4 separate regions of the Mus musculus genome follow, and all the other regions are linked to region 3. The links are chromatin contacts, called in public ChIA-PET, HiChIP or PLAC-seq and promoter capture Hi-C maps. All regions are on one chromosome and are shown on one strand. The core of a region is the stretch at or near the end of the contact, and the rest is flanking DNA. Distances in the headings are between cores, read along the strand shown. Region 1 holds the start of Nfam1 (Nfat activating molecule with ITAM motif 1). Region 2 overlaps Nfam1 (Nfat activating molecule with ITAM motif 1). Region 3 holds the start of Cyp2d22 (cytochrome P450, family 2, subfamily d, polypeptide 22). Region 4 overlaps Gm41366 (a long non-coding RNA gene).

Region 1 (4,589 bases), core at 539-3,038, 650 kb before region 3:
TTCCTGCACCAGCATGAAGTCTTGTAGAGTTGAAGACCTGTGCAGGGGGTAGGACAGTGAGTGGCTTGCTAGGTGTTCAGCAGGGTCCCGTAAGGCCCCGCTGCCTGCAGCTTAGGTGCAGGTATGCTGTCAGGGACTGACGTTTATCTGCACGGGATGCACAGCAGTACCAAGCACAGGCAGGGAGGAGCAGCTAGCTGGCACCTGGGCAGGCATGGGGACAGCACCAGTGTTGGGGAAGCCAGGATCTGTGTTTCAGGCAGCCTGGCACTCAGGCATCTCCTGGTGCCAAGTCATGAGGAGACTCACGGAGGCGCAGCCCGATGCCTTTAAAATGCTCCCTCTGTGCACCGAGGCATTAACATGACGTCTATCACCATGGCACCGGAGTGCTTAGACAATCTGCTCCCCGCAGGAGCTGGGGAGCGGCGTGAAGCAGATTATCCATGCTTCGCTGTGACACTTGTGATCATGTATCACCTTGATGGATCAACAGCCAATACCGCCTGGGTCCCAGCCCGCCCCTTCGCGCTGCCTCTTCTCCTGTTCATACACATCTTCCTCTGCGGGTGGGTGGCCTATGGCTGCTTGCCTCTGCACACCAGTCTCAGGGTTCTTGCTCCCAAACACCCTGCAGCTTTCACTGTTAACTGTGCAGAGGCCAAGGGGAAGGGATTTAGGCAAGGTACTGACAGAAGCCCCCATGGTGATATGAAAGGGTGGGGGAGGGGGGGAACATCAGCCACGTGCCCAGCCTCCACCACACTGGCACAAGTGGCAAAGAAAATCCAGGTAAAAATCTATCTGTCCTTCTCATTTATGCCCCACAGACCTGCCGGGATCATGAGCTAGCTGCTTCACCTCTTCATGCTGAAGTCTCTCACTGGTGTGGTGGGGCTACTCAGGGCTCTCTTGGGTTCACGGCTCTAATGAGAAAAGTCGAGACTCAGCAGGTCTGGCCCTCAACTTCTTTCCTGCTGCTTTTCTCCCCTTGTCCTCTCAGCCCCTACCTTTCAGGTCACAAAACAGACACGGGGCTCCAGGACCTTAGGAGTTCTCCCTAGAGTCTGCAGAGGATGGCCCCTCCCCCCCTCATAGGAAGCCATCACTGTCCCAGTACTGAGACCTCTAGCGCCATGGGGGCTTCGAGAGCAGAGCTGATAAGGAAGGAGGCAGTCAGGGGCCTGTGTCTCCTCTTGGGTGGGGATGGGGTGAAGTCGGGTTAGGGAGCCCCCCCCCCACCCTAGGAGGAGGAGTGGGAGGAGGAGGAGGAGGAGGAGGAGGAGTGGGAGGAGGAGGAGGAGGAGGAGGAGGCGTATCAGTTCAGGTGGATCAAGAGGAGTTCCTCCGAAGAACCAGCTACTGTCTCTCACTCCAGGATGTGTTAAATTCCCTCCGGAGGCTGGGACAAGTGGCTTAAGGCCCTTCAGCCTCCCAGTCTGCCACTCCTCTGCTTATTCTTCCCCCACCCTAGGCTCCCCCCACTCCCACCCCACCCCCCCTTCAGGACACCTTCTCAAGGGATGGCAGGGACCTTGCAGGGATGTCTGAGCAGGTGGGATTATGGTCATTTTTAGGGTTTCAGACCTAAGGAGCATGGCCACCCAGCTTCCAGGACAGGGTCCTCTGCTGCGAGGGACTAAGGAGGCCCCAGAAGCCCGGGAAAGCCAAGGTTCCTACCGCATGCTCTTTTCCCACTGTGTGGCTTGGATGAGTTGGAGCCCCAGGCTGTTTATCTGTTGGAACCCCTCACCAAGGTTGCTTCCGCTATTTCAGAGGGAGGTCAGGGTTTCTGAGAGGAACCGCCTTGAGGAAGCAGAAGGGTGTCCAGAGGAGGAACTTATGGGGACACAAAAGGGAACTCTAGCTGCCAGCAGGGGCCTTAGTCTGCAGTGACCTGAAGCGGAAGGAGGAACAGGCTTTGATAAGTGTCCAGCTTGGCGCACGGTATTCCATGGAGAGCTGGCTTCTGCGACGTGGGGCCCGAGTGCGATGCCTGCACCCACCCAGCTGGCTCCCAGCCTGGTGCTTCCTCTGTTTGCTGCCGGTGCCCCAGACCCTGCAGCTAACAGGCAAGTCTGTCTCCTTCTCACGTCCTCTTGTTCGCATACATCAGAGTGACTTTCATCCAGCGGGAACAGCTAATTCCCGGGACCTGTCTCTGGGGATTTGCTGGTTGCGTTTGAACATTGTAGACTTCATGTGGGAAGCCTTCGGGGACTGAGAAGATATTTAGCTAATGCCTCGTCAAGGTGGCATTTGAAGGGGTTGTGGGGGGACGGTGCTGTGTCTTCACCCCAGTGTTAACAGCTTTCCTGACAGCATAGCTTAGGCCTCCTGGTCCTTAAATAAGGAAGGTGGGTGCTGTGTTTTTGAGGTCAGGTGTGGAGTCCATGGAAAAGACAGCTCTTACAAGGCTACTGTGGTAGAGGAGTTCTGTTGAATCTGCCAGGTGGTGGAGCTGCCCTGGGTGCTGCTGGTGGTGGTTGGTGAATACAGAGAAAGGCAGTCAGAGCACGGCATCCTGGGGCCACACTAGAAAGGGTCACACTTAGCACTTTCTAAAATGCAGTCAGAGGCCAAGGATTTTATGACCAGCGAATCTCCCCAGGGCCAACACTGCTGTCCTATCCTAGTTCCAGGCTCCCTTGGAAGCTGGGAGGTCTGGATTCAAAGCAAGCTGTGGGGTAGAGGCCAATTTATCTAGGCCAGCGCACCTCCAAGGGTGTCCCTCTCAGGTGTGTTCCCTGGTGGTGCTGGGTAATGTCTGTCAGGCACTATGTGTTCTTGCCTTGGCCTGGCTAGCAGCTGGTCCATTGCTGACCCAGGGACACTCCACTGTGGAGGCTGAGTACTAACTGTTCTCTGTTTGACTTTACTTATTTATTTTATAAATCATGTGTGTGTGTGCGTGTGCCTGTGTGTGCCGAGGTGAGTTTACGAAGGTCAGAGGCCAGCCTCGGGTGAACATCCTTGCCTTCTACCTGTTTGAAATAGCCTGCCTGCCTGTCTGTTTGTCTGCCTGCCCACCCACCCGCCCATCCGTCTGTCTGGTCTGTCTGTCTGTCACTGCTGTGAATGCCAGGCTGGCTGGCCTGCAAGCTTCCAAGGATTCTGTCTCTGCTTCCTGTCTTGTGGCAGGAACAATAAGATCAGAGACACGTGCTACTCTGCTTTATTCGAATTCCAGGGTTTCGAACTCTGGTCCTTACACTTATGCTGTGAGCACTTTGTCCACCAACGCCTCTCCTCGGTGCCACTTTGACTTTGATGAGGTGACTGGGGGTTCTTTGTCCCTGGATTATGTCATGTCCCCTTTTTCATTTATATCTGACCATCAGGAATTAGCGTGTAGTGAGCCTTTAATGTCCTCAGCATCATCTCACTGACAGGGAGACAAACCCAGGGATGTCTATCAACATGTGTGGAGTCAGACAGCAGAAAATTCAGAAGTCAGGCTGCAGGCCAGGGTCAGCCTCAGCCTCAGCCTCCCCTGCCCACTGGGCTCCGCTGATCGACCAGATCACTTTTCTTTGCAAGGAAGATTCTCCCCAGGAAACTTTACTCTGAGGAGGCAGGAGCCAACACGTAGCCTCTAGAGCAGTTTGGGTACCAACCCTGTGGCCTGTCTTCTTTACTCTTGCTCAACCTACATTGCCCACCCACTCCAGACCATGAAAAGACAGCGAAAAGGTAGAATGGACCTGCTGTTGACAGTGGTTGAACTTCCACTTATGTGAGATGTTGTGGCTGGTGCCTGTAATCCCAGGACTCAGAAGGCTGAGGCAGGAGGATTGCTATTAGTTCCAGATTGGCGAGGGCCACAGAGTGAGATTGTGCCTCAACAACCATCATCCCTGGAAAAATAAAAAGAATTCCCACGTAGTCATTTGAACTCAATGTCCCTGAAGTCCTGTCTTTTCTCTGTGTGGTTCTTCCCTCCTAAGGCCAAGGCACTGAATTAGAGGAGGCTTTTCTGGCCAAGCTACTGCAGCTTCGGGGAAGCTATTTTGAAAGAGGATGAGCTACAAACAAAAACAGATTTTTTTTTTTTTTTTTTTTTTTTTTTTTTTTGGCCATGTATTGCAACAAACGGTCCACTACTGAGAAGTTCTTCCTGCTCTTGCATGGGAGGGGGAAGCCTGCTCCCTGCCTTCTGGAGCCCATTACAGGAACACACAGCCTCCTCTCTTGCTCCTGCCCCTTGTCTATCACAGCTTCTGCTCCGCCCCGTACCCCTGTTTTAGGCTTTAAGAGCTCTCCCATATGTGTGATCTCTCTGTGTCTGTCTGTCTGACTCCATCTCCATCTCTGTCTGTCTCTGTCTCTGTCTCTGTCTCTGTCTCTGTCTGTCTGTCTGTCTGTCTGTCTGTCTCTCTCTCTCTCTCTCTCTGTTTCTCGATTGCTTTCTTTAAGACAAGAATTGAATGTGTAGTTTGAGTTTGGTTGTATAAGTCAGGCTGGCCAGAAGTTACTGTATAGCCCTGGCTGGCCTCAAACTCTCCACCCATCCTCCTGCCTGAATGTTTCAGATGCTGGGACTGTCACCTCTTTTGACTGGGGTAACCCGCTTACCCTCTCTGGGCCTC
Region 2 (4,737 bases), core at 1,461-3,960, 620 kb before region 3:
AGCTTCTCCCACCATACCTGATCCCATTCCTGAGGAAGGCCAGGAAGACAGAGCGGGATCGGAGGTTCAGAAGTGTCCTGCTGATAACGCCTTACCCTGCATTTCCCAGCCTGCACAGCAGGTCATACCCTGAATGCAAATATAGCCAGCAGGTCAGGACCAGCAAAGGTTCCACTCTGCCGCAGCTAAGTGAGCGCGCCCTTGCCTTTTGGAGCACAGACACCAGGAACAGGGTGCCCTTCCCTTTTTTTTTTTTCCGTCCCTGGCTTCTCTGGGCTTGCACCTGCTGGGGCAGCCCCTAAGAGTGGACACATGAGGGGGAACCACCTGTGATGTCCAGCTTTGTCAGGTCTGAGGAGGGTTTAAAAGGTCACAGTGTGACTGGACAACATGTCCCGTCCTGTGTGCTGAGAGGAGGCCAGGGCTCTGGACAGGCAGAGACCCACACTTGTCAGACCAGGCCTTGGAAATGAGGCAGATTGGAAAATCCTCTCGCAGACTCCACCCTGTATCTGGCTCAGAGATGCTGTGAACAGTCCTCAGGACATCTATACCACCCATGTCTGATGCCCTTGAAGTTAGGGTCTCCCAAGTGCCAAATGGTTTATTACAGGGGTTTTCATGTGTGGCTACCTCTGGGTGCTTTCTTCCCTTCTCCCCTCCCACGTCTCCACCCTCCTCCTGCCTCTGAGCACCACCTGTCTCTCCAGCCTGCCTCACCAACCCCTGCTTGACTGTTGCCAGGGAAACCGCCTCCTTGGCAACAAGCCGGCATCCATCTGACAAGTACACCAGGGAAGGGAATGCTTCTGCCTCTTGCTTGGGCCGTTGCAAGCTCTGTTCTAGAGCCCAGATATACCCCAGCTGGGGTCACAGAGAAGGGGAACGTTGTGCCTTCCCTAGTGACCATCAAGCAACTGTATATTAAGCAACTACTATTTGCCTAACTTTGTGCAAGGCTCCTTATGTGCAAGCTCATGTTTATTCATGTGTTGGGTCTGCAGGACAGATGTGATAGTTTCCGTTTTGTGGATGGGGAAACCGAGGCACAGAGAAACAAAGAAGCTTCCTGTGGTTGCAGATATCAGAGCCAAAAACCGAACCCGGTCTTGTCTGTCTTCAAAGCCTGGTTCTTCTCACCATCTTGGAATCTGTGGTTTGGTCTCTAAAGACTCTAAAGTGAACTGGCCCACAACACCTAGTAAGGTGTTCCCTTGCCAACTCTCATTTGGCGGTATTCTTGGTGTGCCAAGTCCAGCTATAGAGTTAGGAGACAAACCAGGCATGGTCCCTATCCCCAGGAGGGTCCCAAGACTGAAGGTTATGGATGTGCATTGGGGAGTGGGCTACTACAGAGAGCCCCAGGGGAAGTTCTCTCTCTGGTCATGGATTTGCAGGTGGTCAGAGGGGAGAGTGGAAGCATGCATTTCCATTAGAGACTGAGTGGAGCTTAGCTAGCCAGAGAGGATGGCTGAAGGGATGAAGGGAAATGACTGGGAGAGAGAAGCATGTACTGGGCTCTGGAGTTGGACTCTGGATTCCTCCAGCGAGGCATAGGATTGATGGGTGAGGAATGAGAGCCTCTCTTGGGTGTCTCGGATGTCTGTGAGCCCAGGATGGGTGATGAGGAAGAGGAGACTTGGAAGGTGGATGGCTATCTCACCGGCAGAGTCTGAACCAGGGAGTGAGTGAGGGCTGAAGTTAGCAGGGGGGCCTGAGTGTTATGCAGAGGAATCCCCGCTGCTAGGGCCTCAGGGACCTAAGGACCAGCAGAGATGGTCGACAAAAAAGGCGTGTCCTTTCACCAGCCAGGTGCAAGTCTGGACAGAGTCCAGGGTTGATGGTGGTGCTTGAGGAGAAGTTGTGAGGTACAGACAGAAGCAGCTCATCGTACAATTAGGACAGGGACTTAGGTGGCTTATGACTGACAGTTTTAACGGTGTGACTGCTCACAACATGGGGACAGTGTGTGTGTGTGGGGGGGGGGGGGCATTGTCCTCCCCTGGGCTTCCACAGCACATCAGGTTAACAACAGGCAGGAAGGATTGCTCCAGGAACCTGGGGACGGCCTTTCTCTGTACCTGCCACTGACCCCGGTACCCTATTTCCTGCAGTCCCTACAGCGTCGAGAGACGGAGGTCTACGCCTGTATGAAGGAAGAGACTGGAAGCCCTGTCTTCAGCCAAAGCCCAGCCACCAAGGTATGCCCTGGGGCTGGGGACCCTGGAGCCTGGTTCCTTCTGTCTTACCTTCTGACCCATGGATATGCTATGTGAATTTAATAGACCAGAGAATTGGACCACCTGAAGTTGAATGGCCCCCTCCCCAGAAGCTGCCCTAGTGGCCTAGTGGACTGGGAGCTTTGAATTTGCTTGATGCTGCCTGCATGCAGCCTGGGAGGAGATATTTATCATTCTGTGCTTGAGTGTCCTGGCCAGAGTAACCCTCACCTCCCAGGCTTGCTGTGAGGACAGATCACTGTGCTGAGAGGGCTACCTAGGACCAAGTGTGCACTCACACAGTGTGGTGGCGATTATACTTAATGCTGGTGAGCACTGTGCCAGTTGACTACACTGGTCAATCAGGTGAGAGCATAAGGCTTCCTTTCATATGTGCGCTAGTGCCAGCTCTTGCTGGCCTGCTCAAGACGGCCATTATAACAGGGCCCTGGGCTCATTCCTTAGTCACACTTCCTTCTTAAACCTCAGTTTGCTCATCTGTAAAGTGGGTGAGTCATATTGACCTGCGCTACCAGCGTTTTCCAGAATCCAGGAGTAACATGAGCACTGGAGCTTTGAACTCTACAGGGCAGCGGTGTGGTCCAGCTGGTGTGGGAGGCCTGCAAGGTGGGTGGTCTGTCTGTGAGCATGCTGGAGAAGCTTCATGGAGTACAAAATCTGGTGCTCTGCCATTCTCAGCCCAGGCTGGAAGTGTTTGTTGTTGACTCTCTAGGTCTAGAAACCCTGAACTAGTCCCTAACCGGAAGCACTCCCACCCTGGACCACTGAAGATTTGGGTTCCATCTCAGTCGCTGTCTATACAGGATTAGGTTCTGGGGTGCTAGACAGGAAGGTGAGGTACCCTGCCTTCTGGGAGCTTACTCTGTGGGAATAAACTACTGACTCAGAGGGCATGCAGAGATATTGGTAGGCCAGAGGGACTGGTCCTGTGGAAAGGTCAGGTTAGGGGGAGGAGAAAGGAGGGCTCTCTGGTCCAATTAATTAATTAATCAATTAATCAATTAATTAATTAATATGTCTGGCTGTAGTTTCCCATCCCTCCTCTCTTCCCAGTGTCCTCCTCTGCCCCCTATACTACCCCTGGTCCTCTTGAGATCTTGAAGTATACCTTGTAAGATGAATTCCAGTAGCTAGGTGCTGCGTGGCTGCATGGAAGAGCTCACATTCCGGACCAAAGGAAAATCATGAGGGAGAGGCTAGGGGAGCTGACTAGGGATAGCCTGGTGTAACTGGAGGGTGGAGGGTAGGTATGGAGAGGCATGTCAGGAGACGAGGTGGGTTTGGGGACAAAGGCCATGTTTCTTGTGGAAGTGACTCTTGGGAAGTTCTCTGCCTGCCCCCTCGACCAAAACTAAATCACTACAAATTCAAAGCCAGGCATGGTGGCTCGCGCCTATAACCCCTCCCCACTCCACCCCCACAGCACTCAGGAGGTGGAGACAGAAAGATGGGATAAGTTCAAGGCCAGCCTGGGCTACACAGTGAGTTCAACTCAACAAACATTGGTTCACATTTGTTCTTTTCCTGACTAATATTTTCCTCTCTTTTCCCCTCCCTCTCTCCCTCTCTTCCTCTCCTAGGAGAAGCTGAATAGATTTGAGGATGACAACGAATTTAACCTTGTCTATGAAAATCTCTAGAAATTCTACAGGCTCCGAGACTTGTCTTGAATTAGGACCCCAGAGCCACAGCTCTTGTCTAAGGACCTGCTTTGGGTCAGGAGTAGGGCCTTCAGGACAGGCCATCATCACCTTACCTGCACAGCAGGGCTTTCCCCATCTTGGCCTGGTCTGCTCTCACATTCTGCATCCCAGCCTGAACTGTTAATGTCTCTGGGATTTTGCCCAGGCTGTTTCTTCCATCAGGAAAGCCATTCCTCCCCTGGCCATTTCTCCATGGACAAAGTGGTCCTCAGTCCCACGGGGCTCTTGTGGATCGCATCTCTTTCCTCTTCACCCCTTACTGCCACCCCTGCAGAGCTGTGTATGTGGCTGTCGTGGCATCGGCCTCCCAATTTGGTCCCCAGGCAGACGTGGTCCTGTGAGGACATAGCAGGACCCCTGTTAGGGCTCTGCCTGGCCACTGAGTCACTCCAGCTCCTCGGCTAGCCCAGAAGCTTGTACAGGGTGGGCACATGCTGAGTGGACTGGCTAAGGAGAGATGAAGAATGGGCATCAAAGAACTGCACCAAAGCTGACTGGCCCAGGGCCAGATATGGAGGCTGCGGATATGGCAAGCAGAGATGAACCAGGACCAGGAGCAGGGAGGTTCCATACATGCTGGTGAGAGAGGAGAATCTCGGAGCGCCCCTCCCCCAACGAGAACCCTGAGCTAGTTTCCAACATCAGCATGTGTGGGCACACACCTCACCGTGCCTCACCCTAAGCTCTACAGGCCTCTCTGTTCCTTATTCTACTCTTAGACCCAGTTCCCCCAGTTCCTCTTTGTGGCCTACTCTGACCCCACCACCTGCAGCTTCATGTTCTTTTCCTCTGTC
Region 3 (4,903 bases), core at 1,332-3,831:
CACAGATACCTTAGAGGAAATGTTTGGTGAAGCAAAAAGAATTTTATCTTGTTGGAATCTGCAGATTGCTTCTGTAAAAATACAGAGAGGAGATTCTATCCATTATCTAGGTTACGAAATAAGTCAACAAAAAGTCAGCCACAAAAGGTACAGATAAGAAGAGATCAGCTGCAAGCTCAATGATTTTCAAAAATCAATGGGAGACGTTAATTGGATACAGTCCACCATTGGATTAACTACTCATAAGTAATTTGTCTCAAACATTACAAGGAAATTCAGACTTAGACAGTCCATGAACACTAACAAAACAAGAGAAAGGGTTAACTTTAATAGAAAAGAGACTCCAATATGCATATTTGGATTGCATAGATCCCAAACTGGACTATATTTTAGTTATTTGGCTTCTACTCATCCTCCTAGTAGGCTCATTATGCAAAGGGAAGATGGTATTTTAGAATGATCTTCTAGCATACAAAGTAGCTGTTAAAAATAAAAGAAAAAGAATTAAAGAACAAAAAGAAGCACTTACAAAAAGCTACATTTGGCACCTAATGTGGCAGACTGTTTGAAAGAAAAAGAAACAATGGAAGACATGTGGCTACCATTGTGGCTAGGCAGAATGGGAGGCTTGATTTCAAGTACAATAGAGCAGAGAGAAAGGAGCTAGAGAGAGTAGTTGTAGGAGGGAGAGAGAGTATTAGGATTGGGGAGTAGGAAGAAGTAAGGTCCAGGAAACAGAAGAGTAGAGTCAGAGAAGACAGTTGATGCAGGAGGAAAGAAAACTGAACAGGGCTAGAGAGGGGAAGAGATTTTTGAAGAGTGAAAATAGGAGACAGTTGAAAGTGAATTGGGCTAGCAGACTGAGAAGACAGTTGGTGACAGTTGAGCCAGGAGAAGCTGAGCTGAGAGCCAGAGAACATATTGTGAGGAGACAGATAAAAGAACTCACAAAGTATTGGTAAGAATATAAAGGAAAAAATAGGAAGCAAAAAGCAACATTTACAAAAATACGCTACAATCCCCTGTGGTGCCTGCTTCAGCTTCTGCCATGACTGTCCTATGATGGACTGTGACCTAGAAGTGTAAGCTGAAACCAATCCTTCCCCCCCCCCAAGTCACTGTTGATCCAAGTGTTCATGTCACAGCTATACATCGCCTCTTCTGTTTCCTTTTTATTTCTGCATTCCTTTCCTCTTCCCCTCCCCTCCCCTTGCCCTTCTTGTGTAAGTGGTATCTTAGTGTTCCTCTTTGACCCTCCTTTCATCTCTGTTTTATTATTTTTTTTTATTTGTTTTATTTTTTTTTATTTTATTTGATTCCCATTATTTACTTTGGGGATTAAATCAGCATCTTTTAAAACTTATTGTTAGGGTGTGTACATGGAGTTGGGGGAGATGCCATCTAGAGAGGTCAAAGGACAACATCTGGGATTCCGTTCTCATCTCCCTCCTTGTTAAGGCAGGGTCTCCCTTGCTGTTACTGCCACATTACATATCCCAGGATAGCTGACCAGTGAGCTGCCAGGCATAAAACAACACCTTAAACTTACAAAAACCTTATTTGAATAACAAGTTACCTTCTGTAGTATACAGACACAGGACATCTCGTCTAGTCTCTCACCCTTCCCCGCTATACTATCTTTGCCACAGATAGCATGTTTATATGTTTTGTACTCATGAAGACAGACTTGTAACTGGTGTTCTATGCATCGGTTTTCAGGCATACAGACAAAAAGAAAGGCCTTACAACCCGAAGCACGCTAGCACTTTTACCGCGTTGTTACTGCGCCCTGTGCTCATTTCTTCTATGGCTGTGAGTTAACTGGCTAGCATCACTTCGTTTCAGCATGGAGAACTCCCTCTACTGCGCCCTGTATGCTAAGTCCACTGACACCAATGACCTTCTACATTTATCTGGAAATGACCTGCTTACTACTTAATTCCCGAAGGACATTTCTTTATTCTTAACAAAGAACATGTGGATGATGTTCTTCAGGATGTGCGTGTGTTATCCTGTGTGTGGTCTTCCGGTCTCTGTGGTCACTGATGAAAAATTAACTCTTAATCTCAGCATGATCCCCGTGTGTGTAAAGGGTGAATGAATGACTGCTTTTTACATTCTCACTGCAGTTCCCTCTGTCTTCAGTGTCCACAAGAACCATCTGTCGCTCACTGTGGTCCCTAATCCCTCTGGGAGCACAAGCTAAGTCCCAGGGGGCTCTCTGGGTGCTGGGGGAGATAGCAAGGTTTTGACCTTGGACCTGTCAGGGCTGAAGCCTCCTACTCAGAGCCCCGCCTCCTCGTTGCAGTGCCTCCTCCCAGGAAGGCCCCCCCTCCTCCTCCTCCTCCTCCTCCTCCTCCTCCTCCTCCTCCTCCTCCTCCTCCTCCTCCTCCTCCTCCTCCTCAAATCGGTCTCACCTCCCGGGAGTGGATCCGCCTCCTCAGAGTGTCCCCCTCATGCTCAGAGTGGAAGCCTCCTCCCCAGAATGTATCATCCTCCTCAGAGTTGCTCCGCCTCCTTCCCCTCCTCCCCCGCCTCCTCTTCTCCCCCCCCCCCCAACCCCATTCCTCTCCCGCCTCCTCCTCTTCCTCCTCCCCGTCAGAACGTGCCCTCCTCTTCAGAGTTGCTGCTCCTCACAACTCCCCCTCCACCTCAGAGTGAATCCTCCTGAGTTGCCCTTTTTCCTCGAGCTCCTACTCCTCCTGTTCCTGCGAGGCTCCAGACACCTCTTGCCTCTCCTCGGCTGAGTTTCAGAACGCACCGGTAAAGGCAAGGGTTGCAGGGTTGCGGGTCTGCCCATTCGCTGTACAAGGGGTGCGAGGCGGGCCCCCACCCCAACCCCTGCGCTGGGGCTACCTTGGCACTGGAGCGTAGCAGTCCCTCCCCCTGGGCGGGGCTGGAGTGGGCAGAGGGGAACCTCCAAGGGCCTCCGAGTAAACTGTTTTCCATTGTCCCAAGCTGAGGCTAAGATGCTAGAACCTCCTAGAGTCTGATAGAGGGCAGGTTTTGAAGGGCTCATCCCCTAAGACACAGAGCCTGGGAACCCGCCTGTAGCCAGGCCGCAGGGCTGAGAATCTCTGTCCTATAGTAAGCAGAGTGGAGCCTGACCCTGGACCTTTGCATAACCTGCCCTTTGGCGTGCATTCTAGCCTTATCAGGGACAGGCGGTACCTAAGCAAACCAGACCTCTCTCCGAAGACCTCTCTTTTTGCCCTTTGGGGCTCAGCGAAGGTGGGGAAAAGAGGGTGGGGACGGTGAGTGGACCCTGGACCTCACAAACTCTGCTGCACCCCCTGGAACTGGGATGTTGTTGTCAGTGATTGGCTTAGAGGATCCACCCCCATTTAATTAGGAAAAAAAATCTACACTGAGCTGGGCACAAAATCCCAGCACATGGGAAGCAGGAGCAGGAGGATCTCTGTGAGTTTCTATGACAGTCTGGTCTACATGTCTACATAGTGAGTTCCAAAACAGCCAAAGCTACATAGTGAGACTCTGTCTCAAAACAGGAAGGAAGGAAGGAAGGAAGGAAGGAAGGAAGGAAGGAAGGAAGGATAGAAAAAAAGGGAGTGAAATTCCTTGTATGTTCAGTGTAGAAATTCCCTTTTTTTTTCTATCACCAACTAGAATGTACAGTTAATACCTTGTACTCTATCATGGCTGTCCCTACCCAGCAGCCCACCCAGTTCTTGTGGGTGTCAGGGCAGCAGCAGACACTGGAGTATTCTCTCTGTAAACAGCCAAGCATTCCTCGCACCAAGTGTCCTACAGTTCTTGCCTATGTTAACTAACAGACTATTCTAGAGATTTGCTTTCCTTCCCAGCTGTTGGTTTCGTGGGTTTAAACCAGATTCCATACCGTAGCTCAGGCTGGCCTTGAACTTGATGCAATCCTGCTGCTTACAAGTAAACTACCGTGTGTATTTAGCCCTGAAGTTTTGAAAGTGTTACTGCCCACCCACCCCCCAGCTCTGAGGGTGTGAAGGGTCGGAGGTTTTTCCTGCAGGGACTGTCTGAAGGAGCTAGAAAGAGTTGCCTTGGGGCTCCCAAGGAGAACAGCAGAGCAGCTGAACTAAAGGTTTTGGAGTAATTCTTAATGGAACACAATGTTTCAAGAGAAAGTGAATGGAATGTTTTCCAAGTGTTGACAGTGACTAAAGTGGGTCACCAGCTTCTGTGCTCTGTGTTAGGCTTTTATACTGCTATAGCTTGCCCGGTTTCAGACTGCCAGTTCCGTGTGTGATTTCTAAGCTCTAGGGCACAGTTCGCAAGTTCACGCTGATGATGAATCAGAGGTTACGACTTTGAGACAGTTGGGTCCAAGTACATTTTTACTCAGCTACAAACCACCGACCCCTCATCCTATCCAGCTGTCTGGCAGGGAGAGAAGAGGCATGTCCTAAGAGATTTCTCTCCACTGTCAGAAATGCTGTTCAACGGGCAGGGTCGTCTTTTTATTCACAGAAAATACTGGTGGGGGGAATGTGGCAGTTAGCGTCTTGAGCCCTTTGTGCTGTTGCCTGTGTCCTGACAGGCTGTGAGAAGACAACTCTTGGCAGGGGGTGGGGAGGCACTCAACGGAAGACTGTGGTCCTACTAAGTGGGCAGAAGAGGGCCTGTTCAGTGATTATGCTGGGAAGTTTCTTGTGCTCTCAGAAACAGATTGTCAAAAAGGAAGTGTTCCTATTTCTAAGACACCGCACAGGCTTCTGCCCCTTCACTGCCCCATCAGAGTTCTCCTAGATGTAGTCTCTTCTTGCAGGAAAGGGGTGGGGGAGCATTGGAAATATAGTGCGGCCCAGTAGAAGGAGCCCCTGGCTCCCCTCTACTCCTGCAGGGTTGCATACTCCGGGAAGCCACTCACTCAGTTCTCAATGAGCCTGTGACCCTGGTGGGTCTCTTC
Region 4 (5,099 bases), core at 1,048-3,547, 700 kb before region 3:
TCCACCTGCCTCTGCCTCCCGAGTGCTGGAATTAAAGGCGTGCACCACCAAGCCCGGCTTTTCAAAACCTACTTTTGATGATGGTTCCTAAACACTTTAACTTCCCTTCTAGCCCACCACCCACCAGAGGTCACAGAAAAGAAAGGATACAGGGGAAGTGGACTTGTTTAGAAATTGTTCTTTGGAGCAAACCCTGTTTGTTGTCAGGAAATCAGCAGTTCAGCTCACAGGTCAGCAGCTCGATCCACTCCCAAACACTTCACAGGTACACCAGCAGTCAAGCTCGGTAGAGCCAGGATACAGCAGCAAGTGGCACTACCTAGCAGAACAGCCAGGTCTCAGCCAAAAAGGCAGGAATCAGCAGGAGGGACCAGGGGGGACATCAGGAGAAGTTCTCTCAGCCAAGAAGCAAGACCAACAAGTGTTGAACAGCTAGATAGCTAGCTCTACTAGCAAGCCAAGCTCTTCTCAGTTTGTTGCGTCCTCCCTCCAAACATCACATGTCCTCCATGGGTCTTTCCATGTGCGTCTGACTCAGCTGACATCACTCTGCCAATCAGCCCGAGTCCTCTGGAGCAGCAAGAAAACTTCAGCACACCATCAGAAGTTTGTGTGTATGTGGTGTTTCCCTCTAAGGAGTCCTGACAAATGGACAACTATGCAATATAGGGCGGACCAATACATGCCTGTCTTTAGGGACGAATCCTCATCACATGTCATTTCACGTGCTTGCTTTAACAGAACATCCTTTCTCCTGTGTCTGCTTCAAGTGTTCAAGTGTTCAAGTTCCTTCAAGTGTTTGCCCCAGCAAGACACCATCCAACACAACTGACTTTCTGAAGAATCCTTAAGTTTCCATTTCACCTTGGGAATACTCTATAGGGACTGTGGCTGTGAGGGTCACCTGAGGACATGTCCTTACTTCGTTGTCACAGACTACTAGAGCTGGGGTGGGTGGGCAGTGGATGCAGACTTGCAAATGTAACGACAGCCCGCTTAGACCATCTAGCCATGCCAGCTGGTCTGCTTGGTCTGTGAGACATTCTCTTAAGTTGTCATTGTTGTTTACGCAGAAGGTCTGACATTATAGCCCAAGCTGGCCTGGAAATCACTATGTAGCCCAGGCTGTTCATGAAATTCCTGTCTCAGATCACAGGCGAAAGCCACCATGCCTGGGGCTATGTGCCATTCTTTTTTTTAAGATTTAGTTTTGTGGGGCTGGAGAGATGGCTCAGCAGTCAAGAGCACTGGCTACCCTTTTCGAAGATAGGTGTTCTGTTCCCAGCCATGGCCACCAACAACTGGTTGTAACTCCAGTTGCAGCAGATCCACACCTTCCATGGCCTCTGCAGGGATGCTGGCACTCAGGAGCAGAGGCAGGCAAATCTCTGAGTTTGAGGCTAGCCTGGTCTACAGAGTAAGTTCCTAGACAGCCAGGGCTACACAGAGAAACCCTGTCTCAGAATAAAAGAAAAACTATTTTGCCAAGTGTGATGGCACATGTCCCTGGAATACCAGCACTTGAGAGGCAGAGGTAGAGGCAGAAGGGCTGCTGAAAGTTAGAGACTGGCTTGGTCTCCATAGCAACTTTCAGGCATTGCAGGATCTGACTTTAAAGGAACAGAATAGAATGGCCTTTCCCAGTGTAGCTTTAAGGCCCGACTCCACCCACCCAGTCCATCCTGGGCCTCTGTCTTGTCGGCTGTAAACGGCTGTGCACACTGTCATTGGCTGTGAGGCTTAAACCAGCCAAGGGCTCAGAGGTTTGCCTGGCACAGGTGGGTCTTGAGGCTCCTTAGCCGTCAATTGACCAATTCCTTAGTCAAGACATAATGTGCTCAAACTTAGGGGGCTGCAGACATCACCAGGAGATGCTCTGCCAGGAAGAGGGCAGAAGCAAATGTGTTTGATGGGAGCAGAGAAAACTCTCTGAATGTACACACCTAGCCTTTATTTATGTGTGTGTGTGTGTGTTTAATGTGTTCTAGGGATCTGAAGAGTTCATCGTGTTTGCCGGCAAGCACTTTACCAGCTGAGCCGCATCCCCAGCCCCACCCACTTGTGGACTTCTTCAAGTGAGCATGTCGCTATCCTTGGTCCTCCTAGTGATGGGGAAGGCAGGACGGATGGAGGCACGTTGTTGTTAGGAAGAGCCTGAGGAGGCTGCTGTGGATCTTACTGTTTGCATAGGAGAGGGAGGCCATTTCCAGCTCAGGAAACAGCCTGACCACAGGCGTGGAAGAGAATGTCTAACGGGCAGAGGGACTGGCAGGAAGTCCTGCGGCACAGGCGGAGGGGCACAGAGGACGTGGGAGTCAATCTCACCTGTAAACACACATTGCGCAATCGAACGCGGCGTGATGCCAGCTCAGAAACGTGAGCGATTGTTGGTTTTGAATCGGCTCTAGCTGCGTTATGCGGTTTTTCTTTGTTCATTTCTCACACGTTATAGGGTGCTCTTGCCAGAGACTTGTCAATACCCGTCTCTTCGAGGATCCAGCTGTGGCTCCACTGATTCGCTCTTGGTTTTATCCTTGACAGATCTGTTTCCTCTGTGATTTCCCTCCTTCCTATTTTGTTATCAGCTACCAGTTATCAGCCTTGGGTTTTCTGTTCTGTGGTGGGCACTGAAGGTTACGCCTCCCCGGAGCCTTGCTTTAGAATGAATGTCCTTCTAGGTTCATCTCCTGATGACCTCACTGTCTTAGTTCTGAGTAGTTTCTTGTTTCCCTTCCCTTTTCTTTCTTTCTTTTTTGTTTTTTGTGTTTTGTTTTGTTTTGAGACAAGGTTTCTCTGTGTAGCCCTAGCTGTTCTGGAACTCATTCTGTAGACTAGACCAGACTGGCCTCAAACTCAGACATCCCTCTGTCCCACTCCACATACACACCCATGTTGGGATTAAAGGCATTCTTTTTTAGAAATATTTATTTATTTATTATATGTTAGTACACTATAGGCGTCTTCAGACACCCCAGAAGAGGGCATCAGATCTCATTACAGATGGTTGTGAGCCACCATGTGGTTGCTAGGATTTGAACTCAGGACCTTCGGTAGAGCAATCAGTGCTCTTAACCATTGAGCCATCTCTCCAGCCCCAATTAAAGGCATTCTTAAGTTTCTTGTTTTCTTCTGAGGTTTCCCTTACCTTTAAAAACACTTTTTTAAAAGACAGGCTCTTATGTAGCACCAGCTATCCTAAAATTGACAATGTAGCCATGGCTGTCTTTGAACTCTTTTGCATGTGTGTGTGTGTGTGTGTGTGTGTGTGTGTGTGCGTGTGTGATGTCTGTATGTATATGCATACATTTGTGTGTATGTGGTTGTGTGCGCCACAACACACATGTGGAAGTCAGGGGATAGCCTTGGGTAACAGTTTTTACCGTCATCCTTTTGGGACAGGGATGTTTGTGGTAAGGTCCAGGCTTAGCTGACCCACCAGTTCCAGGGATTCTCCTGCCTTTCATCTCACCATAGGAGCACTAAGATCACAGGCACACTGTGTACCTGTGTTTACACGTGTCTGGGCACGGCACTCAGGTTTACACACTTGTATGGCCGGTGTATTTACTTGCTGAGCCCCCTGCCAGCCCAGCTCTGATCCTCCTGGCTCCACCTCCCCTAGTTCTGGGGATACAGACCTATGCTGCCACACTGGTTCATCCTAAACTCATATAGTAGCTCCTTCATGAACTGCAATGTCAAAACATGGGTTTAAAACAGTTTTGTGATCTATGTCTAATAGCACAGCCCTGTGGCCAAGTATCATTTGCTGTGTTCAGTGACCTGCTGTATACACAATTGTTTGAGTCTTCTTGAGCACTTGGAAAGGTGTGCCCTCCCACTCCTGACACAGCCTGTTGCTGTCCACTGATCCCACTGTCTCTGCTTTGAACTGCTGCTTCATAACCATGTACTGGGTGGTTAGTGTGTCCTCTGTGTGACAGTCACAGGCATCATGTCACTCAGGCTTGTCTTCAAAGGCTCCTGCTGAGGGAGGCACCGTTGGCTGGCACCCTCCGACTGTTGTACCTTAGGCCACTTTGGCATTCAGGTCAAAACCACATTCCTGTTCCTCCTGCCCTGGTGGCTCCCAGCCAGTGACTCCACCAGGGAGTCCTGGAGTCAGGCCATTTCTGACTGGCACCCAACTCCTGTACACTGGCAGTTGTTGCTTGGCCTGGGCATAGTCTTCTTAGAGCCTTGCTGGAGTCTGCGATCTCTTTTTCTTCCTCTTTCCTTCTGTGTCTTTTCACAGATGAGTCTAAGACTCCCGTAGTCTCCCTCACACCCTCTTCCCTCTGCGCTTAGAGCCCTCTCCAGTATCAGAGTACCCAATGACTTGGTATTTGCTCTTATAGAATGTTAGTCATACCTCCCACCACTGAGATAAAATACTCAATATAATCAGCATTCTAAAAAATGGTGCATGTGTGTATATATGTGTGCATGTATGTGCATGTGTGCTCAGGTGTATGTTTGCATGTGCAAGTGTGTGCATTATGTGTGCATGTGTGTACTTGCTGTATGTGTGTATGTATGTGAATGTACCTGTGTGTTTGTATGTGCAGGCATGCCTGCGTTTATGTGTATATGTGTGTGTATGCCCCCATGCATGTATTTGTGCCATCTCATGGGGGTCAGAGAACACCTTGTGATAGTCAGTCAGTTCTGTCCTTCTACCATGTGAGTCCCAGGGATTGAACTCAGGACATCCAGTTTGCAGGAGAAGCCTTTTCCTGCTGGCCGATCTGCTGGCTCAGCAAGACACTGAAAGGGAAGAGCTGTGGATTTTAGCTCCCGTGGCCCAGGCCATGGTTCTTGGCTCACAGAGAGGCAGAACATCATGTCAGCCAGGGCAGGTTGAGAAGGCTATTCATCTCACTGCTGACAGAAAGAAAGAAAGGAAGCTAACTCCAGCTGCTTCCTCCACAAGACCTCACCTCCTAATGTCCCAACAGTTGGGGGCCAAGTGCTCAGTACAGGAGCCCACAGGGGACATTTTACCTTCAAATTGTGAGAGAATCTAAACAAGCAATAGACTCCTGTTTCTGTTTCCTCTAACTCTGACTATCCTGTGTGTCTTTTTCTTTTTAAAAATA

Evidence for each region. Promoter capture Hi-C pulls out the DNA fragments that hold promoters and counts their contacts. ChIA-PET counts read pairs in DNA pulled down with a chosen protein or histone mark. HiChIP or PLAC-seq counts read pairs in DNA pulled down with a chosen protein or histone mark.
Region 1: an H3K27ac HiChIP or PLAC-seq map of microglia shows a contact between it and region 3, with 5 times the contacts expected there. The contact joins the promoter of Nfam1 here to the promoter of Cyp2d22 in region 3. A contact is called at or near these places in 6 of 39 promoter capture datasets (3T3-L1-derived adipocytes, cranial neural crest, embryonic stem cells and 2 more), 5 of 115 datasets of contacts at active chromatin or transcription factors (astrocytes, embryonic stem cells, microglia and 1 more) and 3 of 9 other capture datasets (embryonic stem cells, liver and pancreatic islet).
Region 2: a contact with region 3 is called in a promoter capture Hi-C map of trophoblast stem cells, with 4 times the contacts expected there. The contact joins the enhancer-like site here to the promoter of Cyp2d22 in region 3. A contact is called at or near these places in 3 of 39 promoter capture datasets (embryonic stem cells and trophoblast stem cells) and 1 of 115 datasets of contacts at active chromatin or transcription factors (bone marrow-derived macrophages).
Region 4: a contact with region 3 is called in an RNA polymerase II ChIA-PET map of memory CD8 T cells, with 5 read pairs. The contact joins the enhancer-like site here to the promoter of Cyp2d22 in region 3. A contact is called at or near these places in 2 of 39 promoter capture datasets (cranial neural crest and embryonic stem cells), 1 of 484 Hi-C or Micro-C datasets (embryonic stem cells), 4 of 115 datasets of contacts at active chromatin or transcription factors (embryonic stem cells, memory CD8 T cells, neural tube and 1 more) and 1 of 9 other capture datasets (adipose tissue).

What each region holds. Positions count from the first base shown.
Region 1 is chr15:83,030,596-83,035,184 of GRCm38.p6, reverse strand. It overlaps Nfam1 (Nfat activating molecule with ITAM motif 1), which reads left to right and starts at 1,788. Exons shown (of 6, transcript NM_001271411.1): 1 at 1,788-2,072. The coding sequence starts at 1,955. It overlaps Gm32620 (a long non-coding RNA gene), which reads right to left and starts at 1,869. Exons shown (of 3, transcript XR_384275.3): 1 at 1,681-1,869; 2 at 833-926.
Region 2 is chr15:82,998,879-83,003,615 of GRCm38.p6, reverse strand. Nfam1 (Nfat activating molecule with ITAM motif 1) reads left to right here. Exons shown (of 6, transcript NM_001271411.1): 5 at 2,115-2,201; 6 at 3,821-4,737. The coding sequence ends at 3,880. Among named protein-coding and RNA genes, the nearest start is that of AW121686, 20 kb to the right of the region's middle. Within about 2 kb of position 2,710, at least 1 of the 459 cell types and tissues checked has an H3K27ac peak or open chromatin away from gene starts, as enhancers often do. A contact at or near this core is called in trophoblast stem cells, where this site is marked.
Region 3 is chr15:82,377,938-82,382,840 of GRCm38.p6, reverse strand. Cyp2d22 (cytochrome P450, family 2, subfamily d, polypeptide 22) reads left to right here and starts at 2,581. Exons shown (of 10, transcript NM_019823.4): 1 at 2,581-2,763.
Region 4 is chr15:83,073,364-83,078,462 of GRCm38.p6, reverse strand. Gm41366 (a long non-coding RNA gene) reads left to right here. Exons shown (of 3, transcript XR_875504.1): 3 at 1,989-2,787. Among named protein-coding and RNA genes, the nearest start is that of Gm41366, 6.3 kb to the left of the region's middle. Within about 2 kb of position 2,297, at least 25 of the 459 cell types and tissues checked have an H3K27ac peak or open chromatin away from gene starts, as enhancers often do. A contact at or near this core is called in memory CD8 T cells, where this site is marked.